2 separate regions of the Mus musculus genome follow, and region 2 is linked to region 1. The links are chromatin contacts, called in public HiChIP or PLAC-seq maps. All regions are on one chromosome and are shown on one strand. The core of a region is the stretch at or near the end of the contact, and the rest is flanking DNA. Distances in the headings are between cores, read along the strand shown.

Region 1 (6,340 bases), core at 3,498-5,997:
CCTCAAACTCAGAAATCTGCCTGCCTCTGCCTCCCGAGTGCTGGGATTAAAGGCGTGTGCCACCACTCCTGGCACCAGAGTAAATTTCAATTAATGTAGTATGCCAGTTTCCTTTTCCTTCTTCCCCTCCCCCAAGGTACCTCAAGATAATCTTACAACTATGGCTGGGTTAGTCTTGAAGTCATAAGTTCAAGGATCCTCCTGTCTCAGCTTCCAGAGGGTGGGAGATACAGACCTTTGTCCCTGTAGTGAGTTTTTTGTTATAAAGTGTGCCCATTAGGTGACCAAGTGGGTCACGCCTGTCATCCCAGGTGCCAGGTGTTAGGAAGCTGAGACAAGAGGGTTGCCACAAGTTCAAGGTCAGCTTGGGCTACATAGGGAGTATCAGGGTAATCAGAGCTTCACAGAGAGATCCTGCCAATAAGAGAGAGAAAAAAAAAAAGCTGGGCAGTGGTGGCACACGCCTTTAATCCCAGCCCTTGGGAGGCAGAGGCAGGCAGATTTGTGTGTTCGAGGCCAGCTTGAGTTCCAGGACAGCCAGGACTACACAGAGAAACCCTGTCTCACAAAACCAAGAGAGAGACAGAGACAGATTCAGAGACACACACAGAGAGATCTGGTATCCATCTTTCTTTCTTTTTTTGTTTTTTTGAGACAGGGTTTCTCTGTGTAGTCCTGGCTGTCCTGAAACTTAGGCTGCAGACCAGGTTGGCCTCGAACTCAGAAATCTACCTGCCTCTGCCTCCCAAGGGCTGGAATTAAAGGCGTGCGCCACCACTGCCCGACGCTGGTGCACATCTTTAAACCCAGCCCTGGGGAGGCAAAAGTAAGCAGATCTCTGTCAGTTCAGGGCCAGCCTGGTCTACATAGTGAGTTCTAGGACAACCAGGGCTATATAGTCAGATTCTGCCTAAAAGCCCTAAGTAAGTGAGCAAGTGAAGTATCTACCAGGAAAATGGAGGGGCCAGCAGGGGCAGTGGCTTGAGACTGTGACTTCTGTCGCACACCCCAGTCTGTGGGCATCTTTCCCATATCTCTTGGTGCCTGTCACTGGGCACTTGGCAGGGGCCAGATGTGGTTGCCCCAGGATAGCCCAATGATACCCTCTGTACTCACCTTCTACAAGAAGGGCTGTAGCTGCCGCTTGTCACCGTGTCTGCTGGCCCAAAGCCTGGTGGTAGCTGGTGTTGTGGCTGAGAGGTGCCCTGCCCAATCCTGAGGAGTCTCCAGTGAATTCAGGGAGCCACAGCAGAGCTTCTGCTGACTTTCGAGGGCTCAGAGAACACAAGTCCAGTTACTTTCTCCCTGCAGCTTTGAGGGCCTTTTGCTTGCTTGTTTGTTTTTGAATCAGTTCTTCTGATGTAGCCTGGGCTAGCCTGAACTCGAAAGCCTGCAGACTTAACCTCCCTAGTGCTGGAACCACAGACTCAGCTGCCCTGGGCTTTTAAACTAAACTTTGGCTTGTCTCAGGTTTCATTTACAGAGAGACACAGTATGTAGTTGGGGATGGAGAAAGCAAAATTTCCTCCAGTGCTCTGTCTGCTTGCTGTGCTAGCTCCCCCCATCCCCCATGGATGCAACCTGAGACTGTCCTGACCTCTTAGGTCCTAGGTTATACCCACATCTTCAGAGAGAGGTTTGTCCTTGTTCAGCTGCAGGGCCTGTTGGGAATGGTGATTTGTTGGGATGTGCTGCATCCCCACAGTGCCTGGCTCCATGCCCTGACTGGGTGTGGACCGGCTCCTTCGTGTGTTCCTAGAGATCATGCTGGCCTTGTTACTCAGAGCTGCTCTGAACTGCCAGGGCTGCCTCTCAAGCTGTAGGGATTCACATCCTGATACTGTCAGTGTGTGTGTGTGGGGGGGTGTCTGTCTGTCTGTCTGTCTGCCTTACCTAGAGCTGAAATAAAGGCCTTTTCTAGGCTAGCTTCCTGAGAGAGCCAGGAGGCTAATACTGGAAAAGTCATGGTAAGCAGCCCATCAGCGAGGCACTTGCCACAGAAAGGTCATAGCTCCCCTGCACCCCCAGAGCTGGACTACCTCAGGGCTGCCAGAGTCCACCAAGGGGCTATAATGTCCTTTAGATTTATGGAAAGGTCCTGTCTAGGTTTCATAGTCAGTGACTCTTGTCACCAAATATTGGAGACCAAGGCAGGGATCTGAGTTTGAAGCCTGTTTGAATTATATAGGGAAATCCTGCCACAAACCAACCCCACTCAGCAGAGAATGTGCTAAGGCAAAGCAGGGACTACTTCCTGACTGCACTGGGACTAAGGGAGAAATGCTAGTTGGTTTGTGATCTCCTGGAGTCACACTGCAGTCTGGCCACACTCTAGTCCATGTCACGTTACAGAAGGCTCAACACAGAGTGGCAAAGGCCTGAGGCTACTCCATGCCGAATGAGCAGAAAGAGGAAAAAAAAAAAAATGAAGGGACAGAAATCCTGAATAAGGCCACTTGCTTGCAGGAGCCTTATGCCAGGGAGCTCTGTCCACATTCAATCCCTAAATCCAAGTCCTCAGATGACCCACAGAGGAGGCAAGCCTATGCAGGAGAACTGAGGCTCAGCTCTGGGCTCCACGCACTGCCTGTCTGAAGGTGTCCTGCAGAATCTGAGAGCTGCGTATAAACGCCCCACAGTTCCCTGGGCTAGGGGACAGAAGGACATATGAGCTCTGAGTCACATTTATTCTTATTAACAGTGACAATGTCAACCATTCAAGAGCTGTCCTTTAGAGTTTCTTCTTAACCCTCCCTCGACCCAGCATGCCAAGCAAAAAACAACTGAATCACTAAGATGTCAAAGGTTTAAAAAAATTGTGTAATCCAGGGAGCAAGTAATTGACTAAGGTGAGAGCGCTTGGCACAAAACCAGGATTTGTGGATTCCTGGAACCCACACGGTGGAAGGAAAGAACCAACTCCTCCTGCAAGTTGTCCTCTGACCTCCGCATGTGCACCGTGGCGTGTGTGTGCACCACTCGCACTTGAATTAAATACAAATGTAAATTTAAAACTTTTTGCCCGGGCACGGTGGCACACCCCTTTAATCTCAGTACTCAGGGGGTGAAGAGTGGTAGATCTGATTCTGAGACCAACTCAGAGTACATAGCAAGTTCGAGTCCAGCCAGGACTACATAGTGAGTCCTTGCCTAAACAAACAAACAAAAGAACAGAATTTATTTATTTATTGGGTTTTTATTTTTTGAGACAGGTTTTGTCTGTATAGCCCTAGTCGTCCTGAAACTCATTCTGTAGACCAGGCTATTCTCGAACTCAGAAATCTGCCTGCCTCTGCCTCCCAAGTGCTGGGATTAAAGGTGTGAGCCACCACTGCCTGGTTAGAACAGCATTTGTAACCTCAGCAATGAGGAATAGAAACAGGTAGATCCCAGGGGCTTCATAACCAGGAAGCCTAGACAAACTAAGAGAGAACTTCCGGGTCCTAGTAGGGTATCTAAGTAAATGAATACATAAAATAAATCCAAGGCAGTTCCAGGTGTGGTGGCATACACCTTTAATCCTGGCACTCAAGTTAGGTGGGTCTCTGAGTTCAAAGCCAGCTTGGCTTAGATAGTGAGCTGGATCAGGGAGAGAGACATCATGAGACCTTGTCTCAAAAAAGCTAAAGAAAAGCTCAAAGTGAATTGCCCCTCCCTAAGTATAACACCAGAGGTCTTCTATACACATACACAAACACAGAAATGCCGGGATTATAAATGTACACCATTGCTCCAGGCTAGCAAGATTCAGTTACAAGAAATGTTTAGCACATACATAGTATCCAGCAAACGTTACTATCAGCAAGCAATTAATTATTCCTCCAATGTACTTCCATTTAGTTGATTCCAGTCAAGCCTTCCTAACAACTTGGTTCTTCTTTACAGCTTTTCTGGTGCTGGGGCCTTGGTATGCACCCCACCAACGGAGCCTCAAAACCACTTCCTTTTTCTGATCTGTTCCCCAAGCAATGGGAATGTTCCTTTCTCTTCAGAGCAGATCTGGTCCCCAGTACTCTCTCTCACCAAGATAAAGCAAACTTGACATACTGGCCTGTGCCACTGATCTGTGACCCTGGTGTGTCCGTGACCACAGGAGTGCCAAGTGTAGGTCTGGAGATGGGACAGGAAGAGAGGTGCGCTTTCCCTAGGACTGAGAGGACTTGGTGGGTAGTGAAGAGGGGAAGACCAGTGCAGCCCCTTCAAATCTGTCCCCATGAGTGGCTCTAAGCAGACTTGAGCCTAGAGAAGATCTCTTATTATATTGAGAAGGGGCACGTGACTCCTGACTCAGGGTAGCCTGAGATCAGATGCCTGTGAGCCCTACTGGGTCTGGGATTCCACGCAGGCCGCGTGGCTGGAAAGGATCTCCTGATCTCTGAGGGTCTTCAGGCTCTGGAGCTCAGTGGAAACTCTTTGGACAGCAGCTCCGGAGTATGCCACCCATGGAGTGATCAGCGCCGCGGGCCAAGGAGGTGGAACAGTGTGTACTGAAAGTACCGTGCTGTGGAGTGTGATACAGGCGAACCCCCTGACGCACAGACAGATCTGCAAAAAGGGATGTGAGGCCACGTGATGGAGCACAGAGGAAGGAGCTCATGTGCTGGATTCCACAGGTCCCGTTGCCCGGAGGGGCGGGGCCTGCGTGAGGCACCGCCTTCAGCCCGCCCCTCGCCGCGCGGGACTCGCGGGTTAGCAGCCGGCCTGTTGAGGTCAGAGGAGGCGGGGAGCGCGTCCAAGCCTAGCGACTGCGCGTGCTTAAAGCGCTCGGAGCAGAATCCGAGCGAGCGGCCTGAGCAACCCCAGCCTGTGACACCACCTGGACCACGCGCCACTACAGCTTTCCCGGCATGGAGGGCGAATGCCGGGTGCTCTCCATCCAGAGCCATGTTGTCCGTGGCTACGTGGGTAACAGAGCGGCCATGTTCCCTCTGCAGGTATGCGCTCCACTGCTTATGTAACCGGGCCGGGCTGCTCACTTGCGGGTCTACGGGTTCGCTGCGTGGCCTTTTCCGACTAATGACCTTGGCCCCCTGTGGCCATCCTTTTGGGTCCCTATTGAGCGCTGGGCGCGCTGAGGGCAGATCCTGGCGCAGGCAGGCCGGGGGCGTGGACTACCCTGGGGAGCTTACAGCGGGGTGGTGCAGGTGGCACGAAGCCCCCTGCCCGGCTGTGGCGCACACGGTAGCGCCTGAGGGTCCCTGTTGCTTCCGTCTGCCTGACCAACAGTGGGCAGGGGCTTCCCGAAGCGTTAAAATGCTGAGCTGGGAGAATCCTTTCCTTTGGGAGCGCGGAGAGCCTCTTGGTAGACACATTGGCTAGTGATTGCTCGCTCTCTGCAGACATCCACGTTCTGCTTCTACCCATTCTATGAACTTGGACCAAGGAGGAAGCTGGGCCCACGCTTGGGTCTGAACACTCTTAGGGTGGTCTGTCACCCGCAGAGATGGGGCTGGAACTCTGCACCTCCCGCGTGCTTGCTTTTATTCCTAAAAGACAGCATAGTTTGCTGAGTTTGGCTTTGGAAGCAACCTGTTAGAAGGGCTGTAGCCTTTTCTTCCCAGATCCTATCTCCTGTGAGATGTGTGATGAATGAGGCTATCTCTGATCATTTCTGGCAGGTGGTGCTTCCTGCTTGTGACTGGTTGCCCTTGGAGGGAACCAGGTTGTCATGGGCATTAGAATAGGGGTCATAGGCAATATCAGCTGACTGGAGCTTCCTTGCCTGGCCGGTCCAGCAGGAAGATTGGGCTGGCCTGGGCAACCAGGTGGTGGCCTCTTGCAATGTATCTTTTTTGGCTGGTCACTGAGCAGGGTGGCAGGTCCCCGTTCCCCTTCCGCTCATGTCTAGCCATTAAACTGATTCCTGGGAGATGTTAGGGTGTAGCCTCTGGCTACCATGGACCTGAAAGAAGGACTTGGAAGGAAAACAGGTGGCTGGAACTGCATTTAAGGACAATAGAGGACTGTCCTGAATCAGGCTTGCTTGCCAGACAAATAGAGCAATTGATTGTTATTATACAGCATAGGAGATCAAAGTCTGTAGGCAAGGGCAGTTGCTGAGTGTTTGAGCGCCTGTTGGTTGATAAACAGTGCTTCACCCACACGGTCTAGTGTAGGCATTCTTGTTCTATCCAGAATGCACTGGTCTGGTGCTTCATGCTCTTTACCTTTGCTCTCTAGCTTAAGGGGCCAGGATTGGGGTAACAAGGTCATTGAAGTAAGACTGTACTAAGGAGCCGGGTGTGGTGGCACATGCCTTTAATCCCAGCACTTGGGAGTCAAAGACAGGCGGATTTCTGAGTTCAAGGCCAACCTGGTCTACAGAGTGAGTTCCAGGACA
Region 2 (7,165 bases), core at 1,056-3,555, 180 kb after region 1:
ATTAGGGAGCCTAAAGCCTGTGTGTTTGCAAGTCCACAGGCCTTGGGCTGCACTGTTTGATTTAGGGACCCAGAACTCTAGAGATGAGACCCATAGTTTGGCTGAGTTGCTGGCAGAGCTGGTGCCTCTTCACCTGGCTTGTGCCTTCATTCCTACTCTGCAGAACACATGGGTGATCAGATCAGAAACAAAGCACTTACCTTTATCACCTGTGGAGCCCTCGTCTCTAAGTACCGTGGTATTCTGAGGTGCTAGGGGTTTACCCATGGGGGTGACTCAATTCAGTCCTAGTGAGGAAACAGTCAGGGCAGAGGATCGAGTAAGGTCCTCCTGGTGTGCGGTTGGCAAGTTCAGTGTCCTGATGATGCCCTGAGCCCCAGATATCTCAGGCCAAGACTGAGGGCTCCCTTAGGTCGAAGTTAACTAAGGATGGGTCGTCCCACTTCTCAGTGAGTGGTATCTATGGAAAGGGAGTCTGGCTCAGGGTCCTGGACCTCCCAAAGGGACATCCTTTTGGGAGTAGCATCTCTTCAATTTCTGGTGCCCAGCTGTGGTAACATTTAAGGGTTTGAGTAAGTCCCCTACAAGGACACACGTGGAGTGATGCTGGTGCTGATGTTGAGTGTGGCTAACCCTGTCATCAGCACAGATTTGCTGAGCCATGGCTTCCTCCTCCCCAGCTGGCAAGCACTCCGCCTGTTCCTTGGAAGGCAAGGCTGGCTTGCCTCTCACCTATCACCACCTTCTGACCCAGGAAGGTGTGAGTTCTGGCAGGCTGTGAAGGGCCATCATGAAACACAGGAAGCAACGGTATTACTTTCAGGGGCCAGATGTTCTAATGCTAGACTGGCCTTGGGAACACACTTGACTCAACTAAACGAGAGTTATAGGAGATTCCAGGAAACCACCTTTGAGCTCTAGGGACCACTCTGTCCTCCAGCTGTTGGTCATTTAGGCTCCAGAAACCATGTCTAAGCTTTTAGTCACACCCAGTCTTCAAAGGTCACATGGAAATAATAAATGACACCGGTACCCAGAGATCATAATGGGGACCAGATGCCAGGGCAGGACTATCCAAGGAGATTGAGAGGGCCTTGGGAGAAAGAGGTTGTGAGTCTGACAAGGCCATCCCACTGCAGGACGAAACGGCAGATTCACAGATGACATGTCTTATGGTCAGGGTCAGCCCGCTCTCAGACATGCCCTGCAAGGATTGTGGTAATTAGCTGCACCATGCTCTTATGCCAAGGGTGTCTGGAGGCACCACTCCCCTGGGGGTGGAGCACTAGGCACCTCCTCTTAGCTCCTCTTAGCTGCCCATCAGCTCTGTGGAGTTTTCTTGGCCAAAAGCCTTGAACCTAAAGTGACCATGAAGAAGTTTCCCATTGAGGTGGAGGGGTGCGTTCCCAGATGGCTGTGTAGACCTCAGAGTTTTCAGGATCAGGTGCATGGTTAAAAAAAAGAAAAGAGAATAAGATGTATCCCAAGAAGTGCTGTGAGGTATCTGCAGGGTGCAGCTGGATGTCCTGTGCTACCCGGGGGTTCAAGCTGGTGTTGTGATCACAGCTTTACAAATAGGTGGTCCCGACAAACAGGACAGTTCCTGTGCAGTTCTGACGTCTGAGATGCTTCACCTCTGGGCCTGTGTGCCAGAAGTGTCCAAAGGAGGCTAAAATGGTCCACAGTTTTGCTGGGACAGTAGGTCACAGTAATCAATAAAACGCTCTCAAGCATCATTTCAAGCCAAAGAGACTCTTGGTGTGCTGCCTGGTGATAAAATCCTGTAGAGTTTTTATGCAGTGGAAATCCACAGCCAGGGAGCCAGCAGAGAGGCTGTGAAGCAACCATGGGGATGCGGGATCTCTAGGCTGGTCTGTGGTTGCATTTATAAGATTAAAGCTCCACTTTTAAAAGTCAAATTTACCAGCACACCAGGATACCCTGCACATTTAAACTCGGATCTGAAATGTAGGTGTCAACTTGAAACGGTCTTAGGACACAAGACTTTTAAAAACTTGCTGGGCGTGGCACTGTATGCCTCAAACTTCAACATTTTGGAGGCAAAGACAGGCAGATCTTTATGAGTCCTAGACTAGCCTGGGCTACATAGTGAGACTGTGCCTTAAAAAAACAAAAAGACTTATTTTGAAGGCACCTGGACCAACACTGTGGTCATTCAATGCAGGCCTTTCCCACACTTCCCTGCCCTGGTGAACCAGAAACTTTGTAGCCAAGAGCAGAGCAGAGCAGGAGCTGGCACAAAGGCTGAGTGGAATTCCTGCGGACAGCACTGAAGTTTTAAGAAGGCACTAAGGAAACAGTCCTAGAAATGGGTGCAGCCAGCACTGAGGAAGCAAGCCCCGTGTCTGTCACTGGAACACTTGGGGACTAGAGAGTGATGACTGAGGTCATGCTCTGCAGCACAGACACATGTCAGATGGCCTTCTAGGACAGTGTGTTAGACGGTTCTATGTGGATGACGAGGCTATGAAGCTAAACGAGATATCCTGGGCTATGATGTAGAGATGTGGTCTTGGTGCCTGAGTTGAGCTCCAGGCTAGCATTTGGCTAAGTCTATCTGCCCCCTTCAGGTTTGGCTAGACCCAGGGACACCAGAAATCCAGAGGTGGATGTGGTAGGTGGCAACGCACTCTAGGGACGGAATACTGAGGTTGGTATAGGCTCACCACGGGTTCTGCACAACTCTCTAGTTGAGACTCCAGCAGGTAGAGCAGGAAACCTCCTCTACTGCACAGCACAGGGGCGGTTGATCGAGTGGGATGCTCAATGAAAGCCATCCTCACAGCTGGAGCATGAACAGGTGGGGGTCATTATGACGGAGGGACAGCTGAGGACTTAGCAGGGGACACAGTGCTGCTGTTGTACCCCAGCAGGGCCAAGCTCAGCATTCTGATGCCAGCCCATCCATCCCATCCTATGCCTTGGGAAAGAAGCAAAGCCAAGCTACCAGAACAGTGATGGGCACAGCCAGGGCCTGGGGTGGAGCCAGCCTGCATGGCTCCTTCTGTGTGTAGTGGCGGTGGCCACCTGGTCACTGAGTCTTTTCTTTTCTTTTTTTTTTTTTTGTTTTTTTGTTTTTTTGTTTTGTTTTTTTGTTTTTTTGTTTTTTTGTTTTTGTTTTTTCGAGACAGGGTTTCTCTGTGTAGCCCTGGCTGTCCTGGAACTCACTCTGTAGATCAGGCTGGCCTCAAACTCAGAAATCCACCTGCCTCTGCCTCCCAAGTGTTGGGACTAAAGGTGTACGCCACCACTGCCCAGCTTCTGGTCACTGAGTTTTGTCACCCAAAGCTGAGTACATAGTGACTGTATGTGAGACCTCACTGAAGTTCAATCTTGAAAATCATAGTCTCTCCCTGGGGCCCAGGGTGTGGGATCGAAGGTGTGCTATAGAGCCGCAAAGCCACTGGGAGGGGCACAGGATAGAGCCTGTGACATGAACATGAGCATGGTGTGCTGAGGGCTGTCATTTCCCCTGGGGCTGCTGGGTCAGAGCTATCATAGCTAGGGTAGTGTCATGTGATGGCTGTGGAGACCCTCAGCCACCTCATATATTCAGGTCTATGCGGATCTGTCCTGCATGGTGTAGGGAGGAACTTTAAGGTCACTGAGGTGTCGGGGTACATGGCCTGCAGACCCTGGCCTTGGGACATGAGCATAGACTCAGGCCTCAAAGTCAACACTGAGATCTCCTGCTGGCCCCTTGAATAGGCCATTCATTCAGCCTTCCTGTGCTCTAAGTCACTCCCTGTGTGTGTGTGTGTGTGTGTGGTGGTGGGGGGGGGTGTTCACGTGTGATGTTTGCATAAGATGCATAGTGTTTGTCCATCAGCTTTCCAGGGGCAGCCTCTCTCTAAACCAGGCAAAACAGCGCATCTCCTACCCATGTCCTGAATGAGGGCCGTGTTGTCCAGACCACAAGCCTATGCCTTGTCTCCACACACACTGACCTGAGCTCTGTGTTTCCAGGACGGCTGTTCTCAGTGAAGGACCGTGCGGCCGCCCCTGAGCAGCGACCATGGGCCTGCTTGCCTACCTGAAGACCCAGTTCGTGGTGCACCTGCTCATTGGCTTCGTCTTCGTGGTGAGCGGGTTAATTATCAACTTCACCCAGCTGTGCACACTGGCCCTCTGGCCCATCAGCAAGCACCTATACCGCCGTATCAACTGCCGCTTGGCCTACTCGCTCTGGAGCCGTAAGTGTCCTCGCCCATAAGGGCATCGTGCAGGGGCTTCTGGGGCGGGGGGCACGGAGGTGGGGGGAAGCTTCTCTTGCCAGGGCTCTCAAGGACAGGGCCACACCTGGCACTCCATTGCAGAACAGAGCCGGGTGCATCTCTGGTTCCCTGAGGTCATACCCTTCCAGGGTCATGTGAACAGGTGCTCAGAGTAACTTTACCAGGCTCAACCACATGATATTTCCACATCAAGCTGTGTGACTCACACAAAAGGAGGGTCTAACACAGCACGGTGGGTGCTTTCAGACCAGCAAAAGCGAGATAAAAATAGGCCCACTGATCTGTAACCGGCCACCAGCACAGGGTACTGAATGTCCCTCTTCACATTTCAGGGTGCAAGTAAAAACAAGGGTGCCCCTTTGGCGCAAGTGTGTGAGTGCTACCTATGCATCAGAACGTACTAGTGCATGAATGCACATATACATGAGATCCCTTCTCCACATCTACGTGGACAGACAGCCACTTACTCCCAGCCTATGCACCGGGGAGGGCCTGGACCTGGATGCAGCTACCTGCAGTTTACATGATGCCAGTTTGACTCAGTTCCCACAGGACAAGGACACAGCCCCGAGATTTCTGCCAGTGCCTATGCCTCACAGGCATCCTCACCATCTCTTGTTTATATGGGCCCAAAGCTAACCAGGTCGTCTTATGGATGCTAGCCCTGGCCATATCCCATCCTCGGTGTGCCCACACAGACACCAAGAAAATGAGTAGCCTTTTTGTATCTGAGAACCCTCTTCCAAATGCAGTTCTAAGTGGGGGGAAAAAGTCTATAACTGCTTACACCTGCCTGTGCGGCAGAGGCATGGAAGAGGCAGGAAGGGACAGCAATGCCCCAGGAAGGGGGTACAGGATGGTGTGTGCTACCCCACAGGAGAGGGCACGTACCATCTCACAGGATTTCTGCACCCTTATCCTCTCCCTACCTAGAAGCCAGTGACTCCAGTCTGCCTGATCCCCCTTCTCAGCTTGACTCAAAAGGTGACAGCTGTTGCACAGAGAGCAAACTACAAACCCCACACGTGCAACATGACTTGGTGGCAAGACCACTCCAGTGTTGACAGATAAAAGCTAAAACTATAGACTCCTGAATCTGGTGCTACTCTGACTCCAGAACAGCACACACACCAAATCCAGAGAGGAAAGGAAACAGAGCCCCTCAGCTATCATGGGAGACGCGCTAGAAAGTCAGATGTACCCCCGTGAGGCTTTCTGAGCACGCCCTGGGAGGGGCAGAGAAGCCAGTTAGCATCAGCCTGGCCTCAAGCAGAGATGGGGAGATGGGTACACGGCAACTGAAGAGCATATCCTTGGGGACTTCCTGGGTGCCCAGGCCTCAGAACTTCCTTCTGTCATGTGACTGGGTAATAGCCTGTGCTAGACTGGAGGATGATGACTGTCACCACTCTCTAATGGCAGAGCCACCCTGTGTGAGTTCTCATGTAGACACACGAATGGCTCTAGGGCACACATATGGGATGCTCTTCTGGCCACATGCTAATGTGTTTGGAAAACATTAAGGACCCCAACCTCTGCAGTATTCCAAAGCAGCTACACCATTTGGCACCCCTCCTGGGACTAAGTGAGAACTCCTGTGTGCCCAGGGCCTCACCCTATTTGTGGGCTCTGTGTTTGAGGCTGGCAGCATGCCCTGGCTCCATCCCCAGGGATCAGTTCTTTTCAGGGGGTCCTGGGGCTCTCTCATGAAGCAGTGGCCAGAGCCAGAAGTGCTTCCTGCCGCCATCCCACATGTGGCAGTTACATCCTGGTCCACCTGCCTCAGATGCCTGGCCGTAGTCATCCCACTGCAGACCATGGCACCCATGCAGGATGCCTGCCCTCGTGTGCTTCCTGCCAGACCTCATTTATATTCAAACTCTACGCTGAACAAAAGCTCTTAGCATGGAACCTTCTGGCCCTGACCTTATGAAGGTGACCATGTGGAGAAGCCAGGTAATGCTGTGGTCCCGCCTCATCCTGGATCTGTCATGGCCTGTGAGATGCAGGCAGGTAGAGGCTGGGTTCTGAGTTGCAGTGACCCTCCTCATTCTTGTGGAGATGCTGCTGCAGTCAGCTGCTGATTGCCCTCTGAGCTCCTGACCACAGTGCCCCTCCTCATCCTTGGGGCATCCCACATCCTCCTGGGCAGCAGTAGATCTCATAGGAGCTCTTCCGTAGGCCGGCCTGGGGTGGGCAAGACTGAATGTGCACCATAGCTTACACTTGATGTCCACCTTATCTTCGCTCTCCAACTGTGAATTGCATGGCCCCGCAGGCATTCTCTTCCTGGTCATTCAGGACACAGCTCCCGCCTGCCTCCCACATAAGCAAGCCAGTGGTCATGTGACGTGGTGGCTGAACACTGAGGCAGCCTGACTATTTAGAGCTGCAGGGCCCTGCTTCTTCCGTTTGCTGCCGCCACAACTTCCATCACACAAAGTAGCTGTGACTCGGGAAAGCTTACAAACACGGGCCCTCCAAACTCACTTCTAGAAAAGAGTTCCCCTCTAGGTGGAAATGGAAATGGATGTGGGTCTGATACTGCTCTCCCAGAACCTGTGGAAAACCGGGGTGGGGCTGGGGCTGGAGCAGGGCACTGGGCAGGCATCTCCCAGTGCTGACCCCACCCTCCCGCAGAGCTGGTCATGCTCCTGGAGTGGTGGTCCTGCACGGAGTGCACTCTCTTCACCGACCAGGCCACCGTGGACCACTTTGGGAAGGAGCATGTGGTTGTTATCCTCAACCACAACTTCGAGATCGACTTCCTTTGTGGGTGGACGATGTGCGAGCGGTTTGGCGTGCTGGGGGTGAGCAATGGGGTCAGGGAGGGCTGGGTGAATGATGGCAGAATGGGGCCCCAGGAGGAGACCTGCATCAGAGTCCCCGAGACTCTAGAGGCTTGTTCC

The links. HiChIP or PLAC-seq counts read pairs in DNA pulled down with a chosen protein or histone mark.
Region 2: an H3K27ac HiChIP or PLAC-seq map of double positive thymocytes shows a contact between it and region 1, with 6 read pairs. The contact joins the enhancer-like site here to the promoter of Pdxk in region 1. A contact is called at or near these places in 2 of 39 promoter capture datasets (the C10 cell line and embryonic stem cells), 1 of 484 Hi-C or Micro-C datasets (effector CD8 T cells), 4 of 115 datasets of contacts at active chromatin or transcription factors (the 230-238 cell line, double positive thymocytes and effector CD8 T cells) and 3 of 9 other capture datasets (adipose tissue, liver and pancreatic islet).

The regions. Positions count from the first base shown.
Region 1 is chr10:78,463,355-78,469,694 of GRCm38.p6, reverse strand. Pdxk (pyridoxal (pyridoxine, vitamin B6) kinase) reads left to right here and starts at 4,747. Exons shown (of 11, transcript NM_172134.2): 1 at 4,747-4,934. The coding sequence starts at 4,848.
Region 2 is chr10:78,284,896-78,292,060 of GRCm38.p6, reverse strand. Agpat3 (1-acylglycerol-3-phosphate O-acyltransferase 3) reads left to right here. Exons shown (of 10, transcript NM_053014.3): 3 at 3,988-4,214; 4 at 6,897-7,066. The coding sequence starts at 4,037. Among named protein-coding and RNA genes, the nearest start is that of Gm30122, 24 kb to the right of the region's middle. Within about 2 kb of position 2,305, at least 11 of the 459 cell types and tissues checked have an H3K27ac peak or open chromatin away from gene starts, as enhancers often do.